Linked DNA regions of Mus musculus: regions 1 and 3 are each linked to region 2. The links are chromatin contacts, called in public targeted proximity ligation maps. All regions are on one chromosome and are shown on one strand. The core of a region is the stretch at or near the end of the contact, and the rest is flanking DNA. Distances in the headings are between cores, read along the strand shown. Region 1 overlaps Osbp (oxysterol binding protein). Region 2 holds the start of Tmem216 (transmembrane protein 216). Region 3 holds the start of Eml3 (echinoderm microtubule associated protein like 3).

Evidence for each region.
Region 1: a contact with region 2 is called in a targeted proximity ligation map of microglia, with 4 times the contacts expected there. A contact is called at or near these places in 6 of 39 promoter capture datasets (the 3T3-L1 cell line, the C10 cell line, hippocampal neurons and 2 more), 2 of 130 datasets of targeted methods (microglia and pancreatic cancer cells) and 1 of 9 other capture datasets (liver).
Region 3: a targeted proximity ligation map of pancreatic cancer cells shows a contact between it and region 2. A contact is called at or near these places in 3 of 39 promoter capture datasets (hippocampal neurons, liver and second pharyngeal arch cranial neural crest), 2 of 130 datasets of targeted methods (extraembryonic endoderm stem cells and pancreatic cancer cells) and 2 of 9 other capture datasets (adipose tissue and liver).

What each region holds. Positions count from the first base shown.
Region 1 is chr19:11,987,306-11,991,151 of GRCm38.p6, forward strand. Osbp (oxysterol binding protein) reads left to right here. Exons shown (of 14, transcript NM_001033174.1): 10 at 1,044-1,147; 11 at 1,900-1,995; 12 at 3,296-3,477. Among named protein-coding and RNA genes, the nearest start is that of n-TFgaa6, 13 kb to the right of the region's middle.
Region 2 is chr19:10,553,420-10,557,445 of GRCm38.p6, forward strand. Tmem216 (transmembrane protein 216) reads right to left here and starts at 2,344. Exons shown (of 5, transcript NM_001277860.1): 1 at 2,294-2,344; 2 at 1,644-1,745; 3 at 1,110-1,202. The coding sequence starts at 2,306.
Region 3 is chr19:8,926,992-8,931,424 of GRCm38.p6, forward strand. Eml3 (echinoderm microtubule associated protein like 3) reads left to right here and starts at 2,703. Exons shown (of 22, transcript NM_144872.1): 1 at 2,703-2,961; 2 at 3,808-3,979; 3 at 4,053-4,313; 4 at 4,399-4,433. The coding sequence starts at 2,940. Rom1 (rod outer segment membrane protein 1) reads right to left here and starts at 2,365. Exons shown (of 3, transcript NM_009073.4): 1 at 1,593-2,365; 2 at 987-1,233; 3 at 391-896. The coding sequence starts at 2,182. The coding sequence ends at 678. B3gat3 (beta-1,3-glucuronyltransferase 3 (glucuronosyltransferase I)) reads left to right here. Exons shown (of 5, transcript NM_024256.2): 5 at 1-245.

The sequences.
Region 1 (3,846 bases), core at 961-3,460, 1.4 Mb after region 2:
CATTTTGTCCTTTTTTTTTTCCCCCTTGTTTTTATTGTTGCCTATACTTTTGGTGTCATTTCCTAAGTCATTACTAATCTAATGTCTTGAAGCTTTTGCCCTCAGGGTTTCTCTGTGTAGCCCTGGCTGTCCTGGAACTCACTCTGTAGACCAGGCTGACCTCAAACTCAGAGATTCATCTGTTACTGCCTCCCAAGTGCTAGGATCAAAGGTGTGCACTCTTGGCCACTCTTGGCCTCTTTTTAGTTTTCTATACTTTGGTGCATTTGAAATCTTCTCTTCTCTTACCCATCTTGTCTACATAGATAAGTCGCCAGGCTCAGCTAATCCTGCCTTTGATGTTGTAAATCTCTTCCACTGTAGTACTGTCACAACTCCATTTTAAACTCACAGTAGTCTAGTTCCAATCCTGAAGCTTCCTTATCGCTGCTTCCTTCCCCACTCCTGCTGTTACGACCCATAGGTAGTGGGTTGTGTGCTCAGACAGCTGATTACCAGTCTTGACTGCAAATACACATTCCTTCCACAGTGCAGTGTTCGTTTCCTGATGATGGGGCACATTTGCCTTCTTTCTCTAATTTTGAAATTGGTATTATAAAATACAGGTTCCTAGCTAAGATGTATCAGTTGTTATTACCTGACATCATCTAGTTATATTTTATTCATATACTTAAAATCAAGTAAGCAAAAGTAAACCCAACAGTTAAAACATTTAAGAAGGGCCTGGAGAGATGGCTCAGCGGTTAAGAGCACTGACTGCTCTTCCAGGCGTTCTGAGTTCAAATCCCAGCAACCACATGGTGGCTCACAACCATCTGTAATGGGATCAGATTTCCTCTTCTGGTATGTCTTAAGACAGCTAAGGTGTACTCATATAAATAAAATAAATCTTTTTATAAAAAATTAAGAAAGTTGTGCTTTAATTTTTTTTGACTTGCTGTTTTCTTTTTAAAGTAACAGATATTAATAGAAGGACATCGGTCTTCTTTCTAGTGTGTATGATAGTGTTTTTCTGATACCTTGCTGTATACTTTTGCTTCTAGGTACTATCCACTGCATTTTCCACTCAACTGGGCACCATTACACTTGGAAAAAAGTTACCACAACAGTACACAACATTATTGTGGGCAAGTTGTGGATAGATCAGGTGAGCAAAGGTACCCAAAGTTCCTCTGAAGTTCAGAGCATGTTTGCTGTATTTAGGACACAGGAACTTGTCCCAGACTGTTTTTACTGGATCGCCAGTCTCTCCTAAGGCTTGTCTCTTGGGCAGTAGTCCTACTTCCATAAAGTTCTAACTATAAATTATTATTTATGAATGATCAAATTATAACTTCTACCAAGGATGAGTAGGACTCTGTTGGGCAATATAAAGGACATAAGACATAGCTACATGGCCCCAGCTTTTATTGCTTTTAATCCTAAGTACTAGGGTTGCAAAGTCAGAGAACACTTTCCAGGAGTTATTGAGACATTGGAGAAATGTGACATGTGTAAGTTGAAAAGTGTAACAAAATACCGAAGGACAGGAGATATGCTGAGAGATTTTCCTATTAAGTGTTAGCTTTGAGGTGAGACTGGTTTAACTGCATTCAGAAAAGAGGGAACACTGTCTTCTGGAAAAGGGCTTCATGGAAGATGTGGAGTTAAGCTGAATCTTTGAAAGGTAGAAAGGAGAGAAAAATGAAATCTATAGGAAGAACTTTGAAACTGTAATTGTGGTAAGCAAAGGAATTCTAGAAGGGTCCCAGTGAGGGACTTGTTCAGGAGGTAGTTTATGTGTGCATTTCAGTGTGCAGGTCAAGCCATGTTACCAACATGTGACACACAAAAGGAATGCTCATGTAAAACTCAGGTCAGTCTTCATAAAACTAACCCATGATTCTTCTCACTTTACAGTCTGGTGAGATTGACATTGTAAATCACAAGACAGGAGACAAGTGTAATCTTAAATTTGTTCCTTATAGCTACTTCTCTCGGGATGTAGCAAGAAAGGTAAGAGAGGTTGAAATGTAAATTTTTTTATTTAATGTGCATGCGCGCGCGTGTGTGTGTGTGTGTGTGTGTGTGTGTGTGTGTGTGTGGAGAGAGAGAGAGAGAGAGAGAGAGAGAGAGAGAGAGGGGTAGAAAGTCATGTGTCCTTAGTACGCAGATCCAAAAAGTAGACTTAAAGGAGAGAACTAGAACAGGAACCGGATACATTACTGAACCACTTTCTTCTGACCATGAGGAAGTGAAAGAGAAGCACAAGGGCTGAGAGATGGCTCAGTGGCTAAGAGCACTAGTGTTCTGCCAGAGGATCTGAGCTGAATTCCCAGCACCCATATCTGGTACTTCACAGATGCTGGTAACTCACTCCAGGGGATCTGATATTCACTTCTGGCTTCCAAAGACACTTAGATACATGTGGCTGGTGCTCGTTCTCTCTTTCTCTCTTTCTCTCTCTCTCTCGGCACACATACCTACCTAAATAAAAATAAATAAATTTATTTTAAAAATAAAGACAAGCAGGGCTGAGAGATGGCTCAGTGGTTAAGAGCACTGTCTGCTCTTCCAGAGGTCCTGAGTTCAATTCCCATCAACCACATGGTGGCTCACAACCATCTGTAATGATATCTTACACCCTTTTCTGGTGTATCTGAAGACTGCAACAATGTACTCAGATACATAAAATAAATAATTCTTTAAAAAAAAAAATGAAGACAAGCAAAGTAGGAAAGTGAAGGTGGGAACGGAGAGGAGAGGAAGGTGTAGACAGTAGGACCTCTGACATGCAGAGGAGAGATGTGTGCTCCACCACAGGTGGTTCATGTCACAGAATTTCAAGTAGGAATGAAGACTAGCCAGGCATGGTGGTGCATGCCTTTAATCCCAGCACTCACAAGGTAGAGACAGGAGGATCTCTGAGTTTGAGGCCATCCTGGTCTACAGAGTGAGTTCCAGGACAGCCAAGGCTACATAGAGCAATAAAAAAGAAAAGGTGAAGGGTAGTTGGAGATTCAGATGTGTTTGTGAACTTGTGTAACTTCTAGAATAATTCTAAGTGTCAGGTGTTTTTTTCTGCTTTTACATCCTTTACATCAGAAATTCCTATGCAATAAAAAACTTTGATCATAATTCATTGGTCTTGTTTCAAATAGTATTTAAAAATGAGTAGCAATAAGTGTGGCTAACTCCATAACGTTTATGATAACTGGATTTAACCAGTAATTACTTTAGAACTTTTTCTAGATTAGTCAGGTAAGCCACCCCACGGTGTCGCTCTGCTCTAAAGCTGTGTTCTCCATCCTTATAGGTGACAGGTGAAGTGACAGACCCATCAGGAAAAGTTCACTTTGCCCTCCTGGGGACATGGGATGAGAAAATGGATTGTTTCAAAGTACAGGCAGCCTCCGGGGAGAATGGGGGTGATGCTCGGCAGAGAGGCCATGAAGCAGAAGACAGCAGGGTCATGCTGTGGAAGAGGAACCCATTACCGTGAGTGTGGCATCCCAGCTTCCTTTGCCTTTAACTCTAGCATGGTACGTCAGCATTCTGCCTGCATTCTTCATGGCTACCTGTGGGAATGACCGGGGGGATGAGAACCTTTGAAAGAGACTGTTCCAAGACTATCTCACCAACCATATGCCAAATTAGATTTCTCCTTTCTAAAGTTTCACTGAATCAGAGGAATCCCTATAGTTTAGTTAAAGTTCTATTGTTGAGACAGGGTCTTACATAGTCCAGGCTGGTCTCTCTGTGTACCTGAGGCTCTCTTTGAAGTGCTGATCTGATTCTTCTACTCGTACCTTCCAAGTACTGGGTTACAGGCAGGTACCACCAGCATTCTCAATTCAGAGCAGAGCT
Region 2 (4,026 bases), core at 1,094-3,593:
CTTCTTTTTAACTTTTAATTCTCACTTGGGTGTTTGTGTGTGCCTACAAAGGCCAGAAGACAACATTGGATCCCCGAAGCTGGAGTTTCAGGCAGTTGTGAGTTACCTGATGTGGATGCTCGGAACTAAACTGGGGTCCTCTTGCAAAAGCAGGAGGTTTAAAAGTCCTTTTAGACCTCTGAGCCATCTCTAGCCTAAGACCTTCTTCTGACCTCTGTGGGCACCAGACATACATGTAGTATACAGGCATACATACAGGCAAAATATCCATCGGCATAAAATAATGACTTTTAATTAAAAAATATGTATATCACAAGCCAAATATGGATACTGTACTGTATAAATCTTTCTGACTAATGCCAATATATAAAAAAAAATTTTTTTACCTTATTTTTCTTGCTTTTCTTTACTAGGTTTGAGCACATTGGCAAGTGTTGTTATTGTTTTGGTGTTTTGTTTTATTTTTTTAGCTAGGATCTATTTAAGATCTATTTAACTACGCATCCCTGTCTGCACTGGAATTCATTATGTCTAATTGAATGCATAGCCATCCCCTTGTCTCTGCCAGAGGGTACTGGGATTAAAGGCATGTGCCACCATGCTCACCTTAGCAAGGTTTTTGGTCCTCTATAATGACTTTTGTGAATTGACTGTTAGTATCCCTTACCATTCTCTCCCTTAGGTTTGTATTTTCGCACTAGGATGATATATTCTAAGTAATCAGCAGTTTTGCTCTGTTCTCTGGTGTCTAGGAACTTCTAGAGAAATCCTTGTTTAGAGAAGCGGAGGGGATCTTGAGCTCTTTAGGAATGTACTGCTTTCCTCTCTCAGAGCAAGGAGAAGACGCAGGCACTCTTGTGGCACTCAGGCAGCTGGGAGGACTGGTCTAAGATCAGTGCTACTGCCCGCTTCTAGCCTCACTCACAAACACACAGGTAAACCTTGACCTAGAATATGAAGCGGCAGCTTGAAGCCTCAGGGAAGAAGCAATGGTATATACATTACCAGATCCACTCTGATAGTGAGCCTAGGTTCTTTGTCTTGTTAATCAAGTTACAGGCTCCAGCATGTCTCATAAGCAATGGAAATATTTTCTGAACAACACTCACCGAAAAACAATCGTATGACTTCAATGCCAAGATAGAGCAGCAGCATCACCACATCCAGGACTAAGTTGGCTGTTGGGTACGGCAACAGGAGCCCTACAGGAGGGAAAGCCAGAGTATGCACACACCACCTAGCTAACGGTCAGCCCCACGGCCCCACAAGGATGGACGGCCACAAACCCGGGACAAGGATACCAACCAGTCTTAACATCTCACAAATCAGCAAGGTATAGATTGTTACAGCTACAGGCTTTAAGTTTCCAAGTCCTGACTCTGCCAAATGACTGAATTATAATGGTACACAGATCTGAATATTTTAGTAAAGAGAGATGGGGAAAGAGTTGGGATGGAGAAACCCACATTTCTCAAACTCAAGTCTTGCTGAAAGACATCCTATTTGATCATTCTAAAGCCATTAGTTGGAGAGACTTCTGCCTTGCAATGGAGATGCCGCTAGGACCAGAAGATAGAAGGTTCTTGGAGTATGCTAAAGTGGAAAAGGGTTGCTGGGGCAGAGGCAGATAGGCCCAGGCTTACCTTTGTACAGGAAAATAAGGAGCTCCAGCAGGAAATAGGTAGCATAGTACCACCCATTCAGAAAGAACAGGACTTCCAGGGGGGTTGAGGACAATCTTTTATCTGAAAGAAAGCAAAACAAAGAATGGGCAGGGCAGCTAGAGCTCTACTCTGTTCTGTGTGAAGGTTCTTTGTAATCCGGAGAAATCACAAGATTATTGTGAATGAGGGAGAAACTTCTGATTGCTAATGACGTGAGTGTTGGTGTGGCAGGAACTGCCTTCAATCTCCTTTCTCAGGAATCACTTTGACATCTACTTCTCTGACAATTCAGCTATAATCACAGCTGAGAGGCACCTCAAATATTCAACCCTGTCACTTCTGAGGGGGAAATTGAGGCACAGAAACTAATTCTGTCCAAGGCGGGAGGATTCATAACTGAGCCATCCCAGAATAGGGCCAGCCGGGGATTTTTAAGAGTACGGTATTCGAGTACCCATGCAGGCACTCGGGGTGATCAGAACAACCCAAGCCCGATTTAGACAAGTGAAGAGTAAGACCCCGACTTTTAGAAATGGAGGATTAGGTCGAGCTCTGGAGACAGAGAGGTGGAGGGGGCTGGCAGGTACCCGTGGGATAAGGGGCAGAGACACACACCTCCAGAGTCTCACCTCGCGGCGCCATGTTCAGTCCCCATGGAAACTGCGTACACTGCAGCGCCCGGAGCAATGCGGCGCTGCCGGAAGCGCGGCACCGAGCCGCCCGGTCTTCTGGCCGCTCTGCCTGCCGGTGCTACTCTATGGTTACCCCACCGGCCGCGCCCATGCACAGAACAGCGCCAGCCGTCAACCACCTACAGTGGTCTAGGGGGAGGATGGGGTTTTAAACGACGGCAGAGAGACCAGAACACTTCTCCAGCTGAACTCTCTCCATCCCCGGCGTCATGGCGTAGGTCGTTAGTGGCCCGGTGTGGCCGAGTAGTTGGAGGATCGGCCCTGCGCCCACCATTCTCTTTTCTACTGCATGTGTTTTTTTTAAAAACACCCCATGCCACTGTCGTGCAAAAGGCTTACCTGGAGCCTATGTAAACACCAAAACCGTTGAAGATAGAATGTCCTTTCTAGGAGTACAAGGGAAAACAGCGGTGCTATAATGAGATTCTCCTGCGACCCAAAGAGTGCAAGGGTGTTGAAAGGAGACAGCGTCTGGCCAGTTGGAAATTGAGAAATGTTTCCAACAAGCTTGCGCTATGAACGAACCCTGGCCGCAATTTGAAGCAAGAGCGTGTTGTTGCAGGCAGGGGGTGAAAGAGTAAGATTTCTGAAAAGACTCCAGCTGTCAGCCCTTAGAGTATGGCAGTCAGTCAACAAATAACGGGAGAGAGTAAGTAACCTGTAATGAAAGTGCTATTTCCCTACCTAGTAGGAGTGTGGATAAAGGCAGTAATTGTTGCTTCTCAAAGCAGGTCCTCACTCCGGGAGAATAATTTAAGTAGAAGCCTCCCTCCATCACTCCCCACCTCCACCTCTGCTCTCCTTCCTCCTTCACTTCTGCTTGTGCCTTCCACTGCCTTATTCAGGTCTGGTTTAGTTTGGCTAGACAGGTCTCCTATGTAGGCTAGGCAGGCCTCAAATTCTCCTGCCTCTGCTTCCCGTCCAGTACAGGGGTTTCAAGTGGGTGTCACAATGTTCTGGCAGGTCTTAAATGGAATTCTAAGTTCCCACTAAAGGACCACGGCAAGGTGAGGTGATGGAGAAAGCCCTGGTCCCTGCACCCCATCTGAACTACCTTCATACACACCCCTGCTCTGAGTCTCAGAGGAAAGGAGGGTGGACCAGTTGCTTGTTTTTGTAAATTATGGGTCTTAAATCACTCTGCCTAAACATTTTGATATTGTATACACATATAGTTCTCATGCTACAGTGAAAAGTTTACCCATTGTCAACAGAGATGATATAATCTATAGCCTTAATATCACCTGGTTGGTTAAGAAAATGATGCTGTTTCATGTCAGGATGCCACAACAGCATAGGTACCAAAAGTGGACACAGACTAAGTCAGTAACCTGCAGGAACCTTAGAATATGCAGCTGGGTCTCCTGCCCTCTGGGGTCTAACCCAAAGCTTGGGGCTGCTAAGCAAACACTCCCCACTGGGCTTTATCTATAGCCGTGCTCTTACACACTTTTCTTTAGTAAGCCACAAATAAAACTCAGCCCCAGGCTGGAGAGACGGCTCAGTGGTTAAGAGCACTGACTGCTCTTCCTGAGGTCCTGAGTTCAATTCCCAGAAACCACATGGTGGCTCACAACTATCTGTGATAGGATCTGATGGCCTCTTCTGGTGTGTCTGAAGACAGCTACAGTGTACTCACATACATAAATAAATAAATCTTAAAAAAAAAA
Region 3 (4,433 bases), core at 1,453-3,952, 1.6 Mb before region 2:
CCTTCCCCCAGCCTGCCATGTGGCACTGCCCACATGTTGGGGACAAGCAGCTTCTCTAGTGAGCCAGATCAGCCCCATCTGGGGCGGAGCAGGACAGATGGACTCAGAAAGGAGGGTAGCTGTGGGAAAAGGGTAACTTATTGGGGACAAGCATGCAGTGGGGGGCTAGAGGAGCTGGGCTGGACCCTCCCCACCTGAGCATGCGATCCCCTTCCTACCTCTAGAATAAAGAATCTCAACCCGGAGGGGCTTCATGGTTTCCTTCATTTGGCAGACCTACCCAAGAGATCAGGTACATGTTCTTACATAGGCTGGGTTCCTCCTCTGCAGAGTCTTTCAGGCTCCCAGCCAAGAGAGAGAGACAGAGACAGAGAGAGGAAGAGAGCGGGAGAACAGTGATTTCTGTCCACAAACTTTATTGTAGAATCTGGATGCTAGAAACATTCTCTAGTCCTTTGGTTGTCACTTCCCTGTCGCCCTCATCTGTTCTCAACCTTGGTGGTTTCCAACGAGACAGCTGGGTTCCAGGACACCTGGACTTCTCATTCCAGCCCAGCTCCGCTTGCTCTTAACTCCTATAACCCCAGGGACCTTTCCTTCCCTGAGTCTGAGTAACGAATTGTAAGTTTTCCACATTTGTCCATCTTTCCCCTTCCCACCCCCACCTCTTCAGGTTTCTAGGCCTCAGCTAGAACTTCCTTGGGAGGTTCTTCATCTGGTGGGGCCTCCTCAGGTGCTGGCTTGTGGGCAAGCCCTCCCTGTAGCCATGCAGTTTTCAGTATGTCTTTCAGCCCACCAGGAAAAAGATAGCCCTGGGCCTCTCCTTCCCCATCAATGACTCCTCCAAGGCCCTCCAGCGCTGTCTGCAAATACCGCAAACCAAGGAGCACTAGAATCTGTGGGGGGAAGCAAGTGCAAAGGGTGATTGTCAGTGGGTTTGGGGTCACAGAGCTGAAAGTAGGAGTCAGGGCCCTTAGCTGACTAACCTGCAGCAATAAGGTGACAGCCAGAATACTTCCCAGTGTGCCTGATAAACCCTGCAGGTGTTCCAGCAGCACTTCATGGCACCCTTGGGCCCAGAGGTTTAGGTTGGGCTGCCGAGGATCGAAGAGTGGATGGGCATAGGGGTCCGAGAGTTGGCTTTGCAGGCAAGGCCGGGGTGAGTGGGGATTACAACAGGAGAAGGGGACGCCATCAATCAGATATAAGCCTTCCACATTGCTCTGGATCCGGCTGCAAAGGCATAGACAAGATAGTCATGAGGCGGCAGAGAGGAGCATCTGAGAGCAGGGGCAGTTGAGAACAATGATTATACAACATTTACTGAGTTCTTCACTATTCAAGCTTGCATAATTCATTTATCTCCACAACTCTGTAAGATAGGAGTCTGTCTGGAAGATAAAGACGGGCATAGTTATCTCCATTTTACAGATGAGGAATGGGCCCACAGCGGTTTAGCAACATGCCCTGGGCTGATAAATAGAATTATAACCCAGCCTCTCAGCCACCGTGCTCTATTTATCGCACGTCCAGGTAAGAATCTCAAGGCTAAGGAGGAAGAGGAAGACAAAAGAAGCAAATCAGTCACTTACTCAACTACATCTTGGTCACTGGGGTCCAAGTAACGGTTGCTGACCCACTGAACACCAAACCAATCCTTGTAGCCATGGCGCCCGCAGCAATGGTACCTCAACTGCAACTCATCCATCAGACGTTTGGCCTGACAGCGTCCAGGCACCTCTGTGTCCTTGTAGTGAGCCAAGGCAGCCTCCAGGCCCTCCTCCAGTCCCTGGTTGAGACTTACTGGCAAAGCCAGGGCTAGCCCCAGGGCAAGGGTCAGCAGCCCCCCACCTGCAGCTGTGCCAACCGCTAGCAGTGGAGTCAAGACCCCTCTCCAGGGGGGGTATTGAGCTGCATCCAGACTTGCCCGGCTGGCTCCTGCGCCTCCTAGCCCTGTGCCTAGAGCCACCGTTCCCGCTGCCAGGGCAGTCTGGGGCAGAGCAGGGAATGAACAAGAGGGTGCCAGGAAGGTGCCAAGGTGCCCCAGCTGTACCAGAAGGTGCCCGCTACAAAGGAGGGTGAGGCCACCGACCAATGCCAGCAGCCAGGAGAGGAGCCAGATGCCCTGTGCCAAACGGATACGGGGTTGGAGGGGCAGCACCACGGGCAGCACCGGCGCCATCTCCCATCTCTGCCCAAGGGAGTGAGAAGCCGTCGGGGCTTGGGGTTGGCTAGGGCAGGCAGGATGCTGAGTCAGCCCAGCCTGGCTTCAACAGGGCTAATGCCACCCTGACCCCAATACCCTGGACATCCTTCCACTCTAGCCTTAATAACCCTCTGCAGGCTCCGATTCAGGATGCTTCTTAGCCTTGCCCTTTAGGAAAGGCCCCGCCCCCGGGCTTAAGGCCCATTTCGTGACCCCGCCCTGCCCTTTCGCGGAAGTGAGTTTGGTACGCTGGGCTTCAGGCTTAAGAGACCCAGATCTCAAGCTCTACGTCCCCTCCCAGGTCCTCTGGGAGCCTGCGGGCCGGAAGCCGGGCAAGAGCCTGGCGGGGTGAAGGGTCAGCCGTGTGTCCCCGCCTCCGGCCTGAGCCTCGGGTCCCGGACAGGGAAGGGTTACCTGGCGGCCCGCCCCCCCCCTCCGGCCCGCCTCCCTCCCGCGCTTGCTGGCGACTCCGTGTCCCGCGCCTGTTTGTGCTGCAGCGCAGGGGCTCCGGACGGCCCGTCACCGCACCCCGGGAGCCTAACCCCGAGAGAGTAAAAGAACCGGTTCCACAGCGCCCCCCTCTAACTCCTGACCCCCACGCTCGTCAGCGCCCCCGAGGGGTGGCACGGCTCCCCTCCGCGCGCGCTCGAGTGCTTCCTTCCCCTCTCCCTAGCCATGGCCCCCGCGGCTTAGACGCCTCCGACGACGCTGCTCGGAGCAACGCGGGGGCCGGATGGACGGGGCTGCGGGGCCCGGTGAGTACGGGGCGGGGCGGCCGGCGTGGCCTGGATTCCCTGAGCGCCAGCCGGACGGGCACTGCTAGTGCTGGACCGCTGTCTAGTGGCGTGCTCGCGTGCTCCTGCGCCTCGGGGGCTCTGAGCATCCTCCTCAGTTCTTCAGGTCGTCCAATTCTAGTTCCTAGGAACCCGCTACAGTCATTTTGGACTTCCTTAATGCCATTCTACTCCTTGGTTCCCTGTGCCCCTCTGAGTTTCCCTGACCACTGTGTCACACTGGGCCTCTTCCCCGGGAATTCCGGGTCTTCTTATTTCGGACTTCTACCCTTACCTTGGGATGTACACTGTAACAGCTCTCCACTGATATGCTGTACAGTCACCGGATTGTGTGCCTTACACCCCGGCCTCTCAGTCTGACTTTACTGTCCAGTTCACTTTCCTGTGTCTCTAGCTTGTTGGCTGTGTTTGCATTTGTAGAGACTTGCGCTTGCTGGTGGGGTGAGAGGGCTGCGTGCGGTTCCACACCAGTATTGCTCCTGTGTCTCTCTCTGGCTCCCACGTACCTCGGCAGTATTCCATGTTTCCCCCCCCCCTGGTATTCCATAATACTTTGTCTCTGTGGAGGCTGAGACAGCAGCAGGAAGAGTTTTGCCAGGCTCATTGCCTGTCCTGCTAGGAGGAGGCACTTTGGCCCCCTACCATCTCTGTCCACCTCCTCGCCGCTGGATGAGCTTTCGAGTTTTAGACTACTCGAAAGGGTTAGCTCTATTGAATGGTTGCATTGTAACATTGGGTGGGAGGACAAAACCAGCTCTGCCCTCCAGGTAGTGGCACTTTTCTGAGTGCTTCTTGCCCCTTTCCCAGGTGAGGGCCCTGCTCATGAGACCCTGCAGACCCTGAGCCAGCGACTTCGGGTGCAGGAAGAAGAGATGGAACTGGTAAAAGCGGCTTTAGCAGAAGCCCTTCGCCTGCTGCGGCTGCATGGCTCCACCACAACCCTGCAGGGCTCTGGCATATCAGCCCCGACAAGGAACAGGTATATATGCTAGCACACTCATTCTGCCTTCCTGGGAACTTTGGGGCATCAGGTTAATTTGCTGTCTCCTCAGCAGCATCACAGTCCCTCCAGGACTGCCACCTACATGCAGCCCTTCCTTGGTGACCAGAGGCACCCAAACGGAAGAAGAATTGGAGATTGTTCCATCCTCTGGACCCCCTGGCCTGAGCAATGGTCCTCCAGCTCTTCAGGGGGGCAGTGAAGAACCTAGTGGGACCCAGTCTGAAGGAGGGTGCAGCAGCAGCAGTGGGGCAGGCTCCCCTGGCCCCCCAGGAATCCTCAGGCCGGTGCAGCCTCTTCAGCGTTCTGACACGTAGGTATCCTGTGGTGGTAGCTAGGATGGATGGGAAATCTGAGAAACAGGCTTGATTTTTCACTTTTTCATTCTGTCCCACCAGGCCCCGAAGAAATTCTTCCTCCTCCTCCTCCCCCT